Linked DNA regions of Mus musculus: region 2 is linked to region 1. A link is a contact called in public HiChIP or PLAC-seq data. All regions are on one chromosome and are shown on one strand. The core of a region is the stretch at or near the end of the contact, and the rest is flanking DNA. Distances in the headings are between cores, read along the strand shown. Region 1 holds the start of Eif4ebp2 (eukaryotic translation initiation factor 4E binding protein 2). Region 2 holds the start of Tspan15 (tetraspanin 15).

Region 1 (4,850 bases), core at 789-3,288:
TTGGGTTTTTGTTGTTGTTGTTGTCTTTTCAAGACAAGGTTTCTCTTGTGTAGTCCTGCCTGTTCTGGAACTTACTCAGTAGACCAGGCTGGCCTCAAACGCAGAGATCCACCTGCCTCTGCCTCCCAAGTGCTGGAATGTCTGGACTTTAAAAAAATTTTTTTTTTTTATGTGGATGATGGGAATTGAACTCAAGTCCTGATGCTTACATAGTAAGCAATCTTACAAGTGGACCTGTCTCCTCATCTTGTTCTTTTCATTAGTTTTTCAGACAGTCTCTTGTATCCCTGGCTGGCCTCAAACTAGTTGTGAAGCTTAGGTGAACCTTACACTCCTAACCATCCTGCTATTTTTTTTTTTTTTTTTGAGACAGGGTTTCTCTGTGTAGCCCTGGCTGTCCTGGAACTCACTCTGTAGACCAGGCTGGCCTCGAACTCAGAAATCCACCTGCCTCAGCCTCCCGAGTGCTGGGACTAAAGGCGTGCGCCACCATGCCCGGCTTATCCTGCTATTTCTTGTAGTGCTTTGTCTACATATATGTAAATGCATCATGTTACATCATGTTACATCTCTGCCTGGTGTTGCAGAGATCAGAAGATAAGGTAGGTCAGATTCCCTGAACTGGAGTTATGGGTGCTTCTGAGCCACTACAAGTGTGCTAGGTACTAAACTCTGGTCCTCTCGGTGCTCTGCAACAGCAACAAGCGCTCTTAACTACTGAGCCCTTCCTCAGAGTCATTGATGGTTAAACCCTTAGTTCATCGTGTACGCATTGCTTTCCTTTAATAATGAGCAATTAAAATTATACTTCTTAAAATAACTTTGATTAGCTGGGTGTGGTGGTGCACGACTTTAATCCCAGCACTCAGGAGGCAGAAGCAGGTGGATTTCTGAGTTCGAGGCTAGCCTGGTCTACAAAGTGAGCTCCAGGACAGCCAGGATATACAGAGAAACCCTGTCTCGAAAAACCAACCAACGAAACAAACAAACAAACAAACAAACAAAAACTTTGATTACATTTATTTATTTATGGGCAGGCAGATGGGTGCTCATGGACTAGTGGAGAAGTCAGAGGATAACTTGGGAGAGTCGGTCTCCCCTTTCACCTTGTGGCTTCTGGGTGGTGGAACTCAGGTCTGCAGGCTTGGTGACAAATGCCTTTCTTTACCTGCTGAGCCATCTTGTGGGCTCCCAGAGTTATAATTTTTTAAAAAGATTTATTTATTTATTTTATGTATATGAGTACGCTGTAGCTGTCTTCAGACACATCAGAAGAGGGCATCGGATCCCATTACAGATAGTTGTGAGCCACCATGTGGTTGCTGATTTGAACTCAGGATCTCTAGAAGACAGTGCTCTTAACCACTGAGCCATCCCTCCAGCCCGAGTTATACTTTTAATGGTTAGATATAGATGGGAATATGAAGTAAGCCCTAAGAAAGTACTGTTAGTCCACACTTACACACCACAAACAATTACACACACACACACACACACACACACACACACACACACACACACACACACACACACACACACACACACACACACACACACACACACACACACACACACACACACACACACACACACACACACACACACACACACACACACACACCCCGCTTCCCCCCCCTCCCGCGTGCCTTAATCACCTACACTCAGCTTCACTGGGAGTCTATTATGTTCCTCTGAACTCAGCCCCGCCCCTCAAAGTCCCGCCCACCCTAAGGCTCCACCCTTCAACACTTCCTTTTTCCCGGATTTCCGGGTTCACCCTCTGCCTCTAGCCTTCGGCTGCCTCAGTCACGCCCCCAGCTACCCGCCCACTCGCCTCAGACACGCCCTCCAACGTCACGTCCGGCTTCCATATTGTCCCTCCCTCTACTACCCCTTGCTCCCGCCTTCGACCGCTTCCGGTAGTCATCGTTGCCGCTGCTGCCGCTGCTGCTCCTGCTGCTGCTGAGGCTGCAGGCGGAGGCCGGAGGACCGGGCGGCGGCGGCGGCGGCGGCAGCGGGAGCGGTATCGCAGCGGGACGACCGGGCGAGAGCAGGCGAGTTGAGAGCCGAGCGTGAGGAGCCAGAGCCGCCCGGCCCCGCCGCCGCCGCCGCCGCCGCCGCCGCCGCTGCTGCACAAAGCCTCGAGCCCGCGTCGGAGCCATGTCCGCGTCGGCCGGTGGTAGCCACCAGCCCAGCCAGAGCCGCGCCATCCCCACGCGCACCGTGGCTATCAGCGACGCCGCGCAGCTACCTCAGGACTACTGCACCACGCCCGGGGGGACGCTGTTCTCCACAACGCCGGGAGGTGAGCCGCGCCCGGCCTGCCCGCCATCACGGCTGGCGCGTGGCACTGCATGCTCGACCAACAGCTTCCTCCCCGCTGCCCGTACGGTGTGCTGCAGACCGTGCATTCTGCGCAGCGGGGCTTGCCTCTGGAGCTGTCCTACGGGCTTTGGGGAGAGGGAAGTCGGGGAGACGGACCTGGCGCGGAAGCCTAAGATGACTGGTCTGGCTGCGCCGAGAGTTCCGAGACGAGGCTGGCATGCACTCTGCATGCCTCGCCCAGTGTTAGCCTCCTTTGACAGCATTGTTTACTTTGTTAGAGGAGTCATCAAAGGTTGGGGGAGCCCCAGCTCCCACAAGTGGGACGTGTAAAATAGCTCCTTTGGTATCCAAGAAGTTGTTGGCTTTGGTAGAGGCGCTGTCAGGTTTCAGATCAGGGCTTTCGAAGAGCGGTTTTAAAGGTGCTTTGTCAAACAGCACACACTAGTCGGGTTAGGTTGCTTGATCCTAGGGAAAGGGCTTGTAGAAAAAAGCGATGCAAAGGGAGGTTCCTGAAGTTGCTTTTCAAAAGATGGCCGGGATCCGTTTACTATCACTGGAGAAGAGGTAAATAAAGTATGTTGAATTGGTCACGAGAGGAGGAAGCGCAAAGGTTGTTTGTCTCTTTTCTGGGCTGTTCTCTAAGAGGGAGGAGCCTGGAAGGGGTTCTTCCGGTGCCTTCATGAAGGGAACTGGCTTTCTGTCCCTAATCTCAGAACTTTGCCTTCTTTTGGTGACCCCGGGGGCTGGGCTTCAGCTAGAGGGTGAAGATTTGGTTAGCAGCCCTTACAGTCTATAGATCGCTGATCATGAGACAGGACTCCTAACCAATCACTTAAAAGTGGGCCTGGCCATCCTGGAATCTTGTGCAATTGGAAGGCACAGAGTAAGGGGACCTTGCCAACACCAAGAGACAGCAGTCCAGAAGGCTGTGTGTGGTAGTTAGGGCTGTGACCCTACTACTCCAGAAAGACGGGGTAGGAGAATGGCAGTTTAAGGCTAGCCCTGGCAATATAATGAGTTCCAAGGCCAGGCAGTGGTGGCACACACCTTTAATCCCAGCACTTGGGAGGCAGAGGCAGGCGGATTTGGAGTTCAGCCTGGTCTACAGAGGAGTTTCAGGACAGCCAGGGCTATACTGAGAAACCCTGTCTCAAAAAAAAAAAAAAAAAAAAAAAAAGAGTTCCAAGACAGCCTGTGCTACAGTGTCACACCCTGTCTCAAAAAAACAAACAAAAAAACCAACCAAACAAGGAAGGGGGCAAAAAAAAAAAAAAAAAAAAAAAATCAAAGCAAACATCTAGGAGAAAAGTTGGCAGAGGATCCAGCCAGGCCGGTCCAGAAAAGGGATGGCAGAAAGGCATAAATGTCCGGAAAGACCTTCCAAATGACCCAGGCAGGAGGGAAGCTGCACTCCTTAGAGAGAGCCAGGTTTAAGGAAAGACAGTGGAGATCTGGTGAGAGGGTAGTGGTTTAAGTTGCTGAAGACAGCTTTGTTTATTTTTGTTTTTCAAGATGGTTTCTCTGTGTATCCCTGGCTGTCCTGAAACTCACTCTCTAGACCAGGCTGGCCTTGAACTCAGAAATCTGCCTGCCTCTGCCTCCCGAGTGCTGGGATTAAAGGCGTGAGCCACCACTGCCTGGCTGAAGACAGCTTCCTTATATGGTCTTTTCCTTCTCTCTTCCTTTCCTCTTGCTTTTCTTGAAACAGTTTTTTTTTCTCCATATGGTCCACACTACCTTGGACCCAAACCCATGATCTTGGACTATTAGCCTTGCCAGTGCTGGGATTTATTGGTGTGTGTTATCTGGTGTAACAAAAGTCGGGAAAGCTCTTAGTCAGCCCTGGATGGAATTGTCTCCACTTGAACAGATAACTTTTAGGAAACAGATTAGTGGCCAGCACTGGTCAGGCAGAGGCAGGATGATCTCTGGGAGTTGAAGGCTGGCCCATTGTACAAAGTGAGCTCCAGGGGCCCAGGACAGCCAAGGCGACATAGTAAGAGCATGTCTGTCCATCTGTCTGTCTCTCTCTCTATATATATACATACATACACACACACACACACACACACACACACATTTCTAAGGTGATCTGTAATTAACTCCAGAGGTCTTTGTGATATTGATGAGTAAAATGCCCATGCTTCTAGCAGCTCAGAGCACACATGACAGTAACAGGTGCATTTAGCCCTGCCCTACTTGGGGAAGAAGCAATTTTTTTTTTTAAGATTTATTTTATTTTTATTATATGTAAGTACACTGTAGCTGTTTTCAGACACTCCAGAAGAGGGAGTCATATCTCATTATGGATGGTTGTGGACCACCATGTGGTTGCTGGGATTTGAACTTCGGACCTTTGGAAGAGCAGTCAGGTGCTCTTAACCACTGAGCCATCTCACCAGCCCCGGAAGCAAACTTTTTAGCTGTACATTGATATTGTTCTTCTGCGGGAAGCTCTAGAGAGGGAAAAACCCTGTGGACATATTTCAGACAGCAAGCTGCTGTGCTTTCAGAAGTAGGGAAGG
Region 2 (5,195 bases), core at 1,266-3,765, 780 kb before region 1:
GTTGTAAAAGAGCTTTCTGCAATGTTTTGAGTAAGTTCATGATTTCTTGCTGGGCCAAAGTCACAACCACCCTGGGGTGTGCGGGGCCTGCGAGCTAGAAATAAGCCAATTCAACCTCTGGCCCCCATGGTTTCACAGCCTCCACCTCAGCGCCTCCCTCCTATCACTGGATCTCCCTAGCTGTCTTCTGAACGACAGGTTAGATTCCACACCTGTCTCCACATAAACCTTACTAGTGGCCTGTGCCATAACAGGAAATAAGTAGAGTCTCTGGTTTGGTTTACCTTCAACAGCTAGGCAGAAGTTGCTGTCCTTTGCAGAGTTAAGAAAGACAAGAGTTCCTTTCTTGTCACTGCCCCCACCCTCTGGCTCTCCACCGGACACTCATTACATCATTAGCATACACCTGCATCTGAGGTTAACCTCTTCTGTGCTTTTACACATTTGCTGATTGATCTGTTAAGGAAGGAATCTAAGGTTGTCTGGGCTGAATAGAAATGGTCAGACCTCATTGTTTCAGAGATGCAGAGAGAGTCTTGGATCCAGTTGTATATATAGCTGCAGACTTACCCAAGGACACAGATGCATACAATCATTACCTTGTTCTCGATCCATGATTGGAGCCATTACTGTCAAGGATAGCTTCCCTCTAAATGTTCCTGCCAGGTTATCATGAAGAGAAATCTCAGCACATGTTCTCAGGCCCGTGCAGATAGCGACAATGCTAACCTTTATGAGCAGGTAGCCACAAAACCGGTTCCTGTAACTTCACTTAAGACTCAATTGTCCGTCCTTGCAGGAAAGGCCTGCTCAAGGACATTCGAGAGACAGGATTCAGGAAGCTAACAGATGTGTGCCCCTCACCCCCCCCCCCCAAGGATCTAGCCTTGTGCGCTGCCTCTATGTGAAGGAGCACCTCTGTAAACTCTAGGATACTTTATCCAGTCTATGCTTAATTAATGTGTGTGTGCTTCATAATGAGATGTTTCTAAAAACAAAACAAAAAGTACAGTCCCTGAGAGATGGCTCAGGCTCACGAGGGCTTCCTGTTCTTGCAGAAGACCTACGTACGGTTCCTAGTACCCACGTCTGTTGGCGTACCACTCACTACCTATAACTTCAGCTTCAAGAAATCCAACATCTCCTTTGGATGCAAGAGCACCCACAGACTCAATGACATTCAGACAGTCTCTCTCTCTCTCTCTCTCTCTCTCTCTCTCTCTCTCTCTAAGTAGAAATACCAGGATTAGCACCTGACCTGCCCACCTCCTGAACACTCCCCCCCTCTCAGCCCAGGGAACTTGTCTACAGGTGCCATTTCCAGATTCACCACCAGAACTTTCAGAGCTTTTGACTAGCAGCTATGCATTTAATTACCGATTGTCACAAACACAGACTGTCTGGTTCTCAGGCTCTGCACAGAGTCAGGCTAGGCCGGAGACAGGAAAACAACAGAAGACAGCTGGGAACATTTACCAAGGAAAAACGATTCATAGCTACCTGTGGCCCAGCCCACCAAGGGAAGGCTGGAGGGAGGTCAGACCCTGGCTGAGTGAGTGAGTAGTGACTAGGTTTGTAGAAGGTCCTAGAAGAGGATTTTCTGGGAGAAGAACTTTTTTTTTTGGGAGCAGAGTTGGAGGGCAAAAGGGAATTTCCATGGTCAGCTGGTTGACGAGCCTGGGGCAGATCTGTCTCCGGAAGTCTGCTGCTCCAATGGAACACCCTGGACTGGTGACCTTCCAGGATGTGACCATCACTCTTACACACTCACTTGCTGTTTTTGTTTTGTGTTTTATTCAGACTGAGTGTCACACAGCCTTGGCTGGCCTGAAACTTGCTATGTAGACCAGGCTGCCCTCAAACTCAGGGATCCACTTGCTTCTGTCTCCTGAATGCAAGGTATCAAAGGTGTGCGCTAGGATGTAACTGCAACAACAACACACTTGGTATTTTGTTTTGTTTTGTTTTGCTTGTTTGTTTGTTTGTTTGTTTTCGAGACAGGATCTCACTGAGTAGCTCTGGATGTCCTGGAACTCACAGTGCAGACCAGATTACTCACATAGATCCGCCTGTCTCTGCCTCCTCCTAACTGTCTCCACTGTCGCTGTCCTTTCTCGCAGTATTCAATCACACCCGTGGAAAGCCAGCCTTATTTTTGACGGTACTTAGGAACTCAGGCTCTTAGGCAGTCCTCTATCACTGAACTACAGTGCGAGCACCCTGTTTTCTAATACAGAACTGGGCACGCTCGCCCTTACTCCTGCGCCTCTCCAGGCCACACGCTCCCACGCTGAGATACAAATCGAGGACAGGATCTATGCACAGGAGCGCTCCTTTTTTGAGTCTCGCCCCCTTCTCTCACCCGGTCCACTGTAGCCTAAGCCACGCCCCTAGAATAGAAACAACGCCCCGACAGCGCGACACGCCCCCGACACGCCCCTTCGCGTCCATTGGCTGCCCGCATTGTCCGCTCCCTGGCCCGAGCGGTGATTGCGGCGCGCCTGAGTCAGTCCAGGGAGAGAGCGCGGGTGGCGGGCCAGGCCGCGGGACAGCCGCAGGTGGGGCCTGGAGCGGTGGCCGGATCGAGGCAGCCCCGCAGCCCCGCGCGGGAGCCAAGATGCCTCGCGGGGACTCGGAGCAGGTGCGCTACTGCGCGCGCTTCTCCTATCTTTGGCTCAAGTTCTCTCTCATCATCTACTCCACCGTGTTCTGGGTGAGTGATGGAGCCCGTGGAGCCGGGGTCGGGGTGGGGTATGGGACGGTCCACACTCCTTCGATGGCCCCCTAACACTCGACCCAGGCTTGGGTTCAGCTTCAGCCACTCAGAGAGGCCGCCGGGAGTGCGGGAGGGCTTCTCGCACCACTTCCCTGGGAACCGGGATACCTTGGCGGCCCCAGCTCTGCTCGGTTCCAGCAGCCCAGTCAGTCCTCAGCGTTCGAGCCCTGTTGCCCACAGGACGCCACTTTGTTCACCTATGCTGCTGAGCTCCTACCTAATGGGGTCCGGCTCGCCAGCCGAGTCTGCTGTGCATCCTCTGGCTGCTGTGTAGGGCGCGGGTACGTTGTTGACTGCGCCCACCACGCCTTCAGGGTGTGACTCTCCACAGCCTGGCCAAAGGTGGGCAGCTTTTGTGCTTGTGGCCACCTGGATTCCAAGTCTGGCCCCTGTTGCTACTTGCCTGTGCCTTTCCTCTGACCAAGATGTTTCTCTTGGGCATCTTGCTTTCTTCCTTGTTGGAAGGAAATGCTTTCTTGTTGGAGTGCGGCATTCCACTTGACAACCCGGCGGCTCCTGGATGGTGTTGCTATTTTCATGAGGTCTGGCATTGCCCATAGAGGATCAGGATGGCATTGGTTGCGCACAACCAGGCTTTGAATACTACCCGCCACTTCCTAGCTGAATGGTCTGGAAAGTTCCTTCATTTCTCTGACCATAGTTTTCTCATCTGTAGTTGGAGACAGTAGTTATTAAACACTTGGATGGTTGTGGAAGTAAAATAACGCAGGCCAAGATGAGGCCACAGAGAGCTAAAAAAAAGGGGGGAGATAGTAATAATATAATTATTATATTATAATTATAAAAACATTAACAATAAATAATAATTATTAGTATTTATTGTTATTGCTATTGTTTTTTGGGTTTTTTTTAGAGACAGGGCCTCTGTATGTAACTGCCTCTGTCACCCAAGTGCTGGCATTAAAGGCACCTATTATTATTGTTGTAGTTATTGTTGTGACAGGGTCTTACTATAGCTTAGTCTAGCTGGTGGTGGTGTATATGTGTGTGTGTGTGTTTGCTTATTTGTTTTGAGACAGCATCTTATGCATTTCTGGTTGATTTAGAACTCACTAAATAGTCCAGGCTAATCTTGAACTCAGTAATCCTCCTGCCTTAGCCTTCCAAGTATTGGAGTTACAGTTGTAAGACACCATGTCTGGCACCATTAATGTTATTATGGGCAAGAATCTTTGCCTGTGAATGGTATAAGCTAAAAGGTCCCCAGGGACATTTCCCCCCACAGGGTCTCATGTCATCTAGGCTGGTCCCAAACTCACTGTGTAGCTGACAATGACCTTGAACATTGGATCCTCCTGTTTGTACCTCCCACACACTGGGTACTGGGATCACAGGGGTGTGCCACTACCCCTGGCTTATCAGGGCATTTTAGAATAACTGGACTTCAGTCTAGACACGAGGATATCTTTCCACAGGTTGGCCCTGTGTTTACCTCTACAGAAGTGTGTATGTAGATAGGCTTGTCCAGAGATCCCAAAGGGTCCCCTGAAAATAAGGTCCTCCCTCCTTCCCTCCCTTCCTCTACTTTCTCTCCCTTTGTCTTTCTTCTCTTCTTCCTCAGCTCCTTACTGCATTTCTTCTGTGGGCAGGAACTGCTGGGCTGGCCATCAAGACTGCCTTTGAATGGGAGCCCTTTACAAGGCGACCCTGCTGGCAGTCAGTAGATCTTGATTCTAGTCCTGCTATGTCCCAGACTCACTGGCATATTGTAGGCAAATGATATCTGTTTTGGGTCTCAGAAATGTTGGTTCTAGCCTTTGGCTAGCTTCAACTCCAGGTACCCCGAAAGAAAGATTAGCAGTGTTGCTAGGCTCCCAAGGGTAGAGGGTGGGGCAGAGACATGGGGTATGAGTTGCAGGGAGTCTGAAGGTTCGGATAGACGATTTGAGCTATAACTCAGAGGCTCTCACCCAAAGTTGCATCGGAATTAACTGGGAGGTTTCCAACAGATCCCTGTGCCTTGGCACACGTGTTTATTACTGTGTACCTCAGCTCCTCACACAACTGCAGTGTGAGCCAGGGTTGAAAACCCCAACGCTGGATGGGCCTGGGAGACCACAGTGATTCTGCTCAGTTTAGTCCTGTCTATAAGTCAGAGACAAAAGGGAAAGTTGAGGACAAGGGTGGAAAGGTGGGGGGTCCCATTCCCTCTCCCTCCTCACCTCCATTCCATACCTCCTCAGTGTGTAACCACTGGCTCTTCATGCCTCCCCCTTTACACCTGTAAAATGGGAATGTGTTACACTCTGTCTTGCACACCCACAGCATCCCTTTTTAGGACTAGTAGTGAGAGAGAATGAGGAAAGAGCTGGCTGAACCTGGTGAGATACAGACCCCCCCCCAAACCTTGTCAAAGTAAAACACAGTTATATAAAATCAGAAGAGCTCACAAGGCCCA

Evidence for each region. HiChIP or PLAC-seq counts read pairs in DNA pulled down with a chosen protein or histone mark.
Region 2: a FOXA1 HiChIP or PLAC-seq map of pancreatic cancer cells shows a contact between it and region 1. The contact joins the promoter of Tspan15 here to the promoter of Eif4ebp2 in region 1.

What each region holds. Positions count from the first base shown.
Region 1 is chr10:61,449,857-61,454,706 of GRCm38.p6, reverse strand. Eif4ebp2 (eukaryotic translation initiation factor 4E binding protein 2) reads left to right here and starts at 2,038. Exons shown (of 3, transcript NM_010124.2): 1 at 2,038-2,305. The coding sequence starts at 2,161.
Region 2 is chr10:62,228,538-62,233,732 of GRCm38.p6, reverse strand. It overlaps Tspan15 (tetraspanin 15), which reads left to right and starts at 2,515. Exons shown (of 8, transcript NM_197996.2): 1 at 2,515-2,713. The coding sequence starts at 2,618.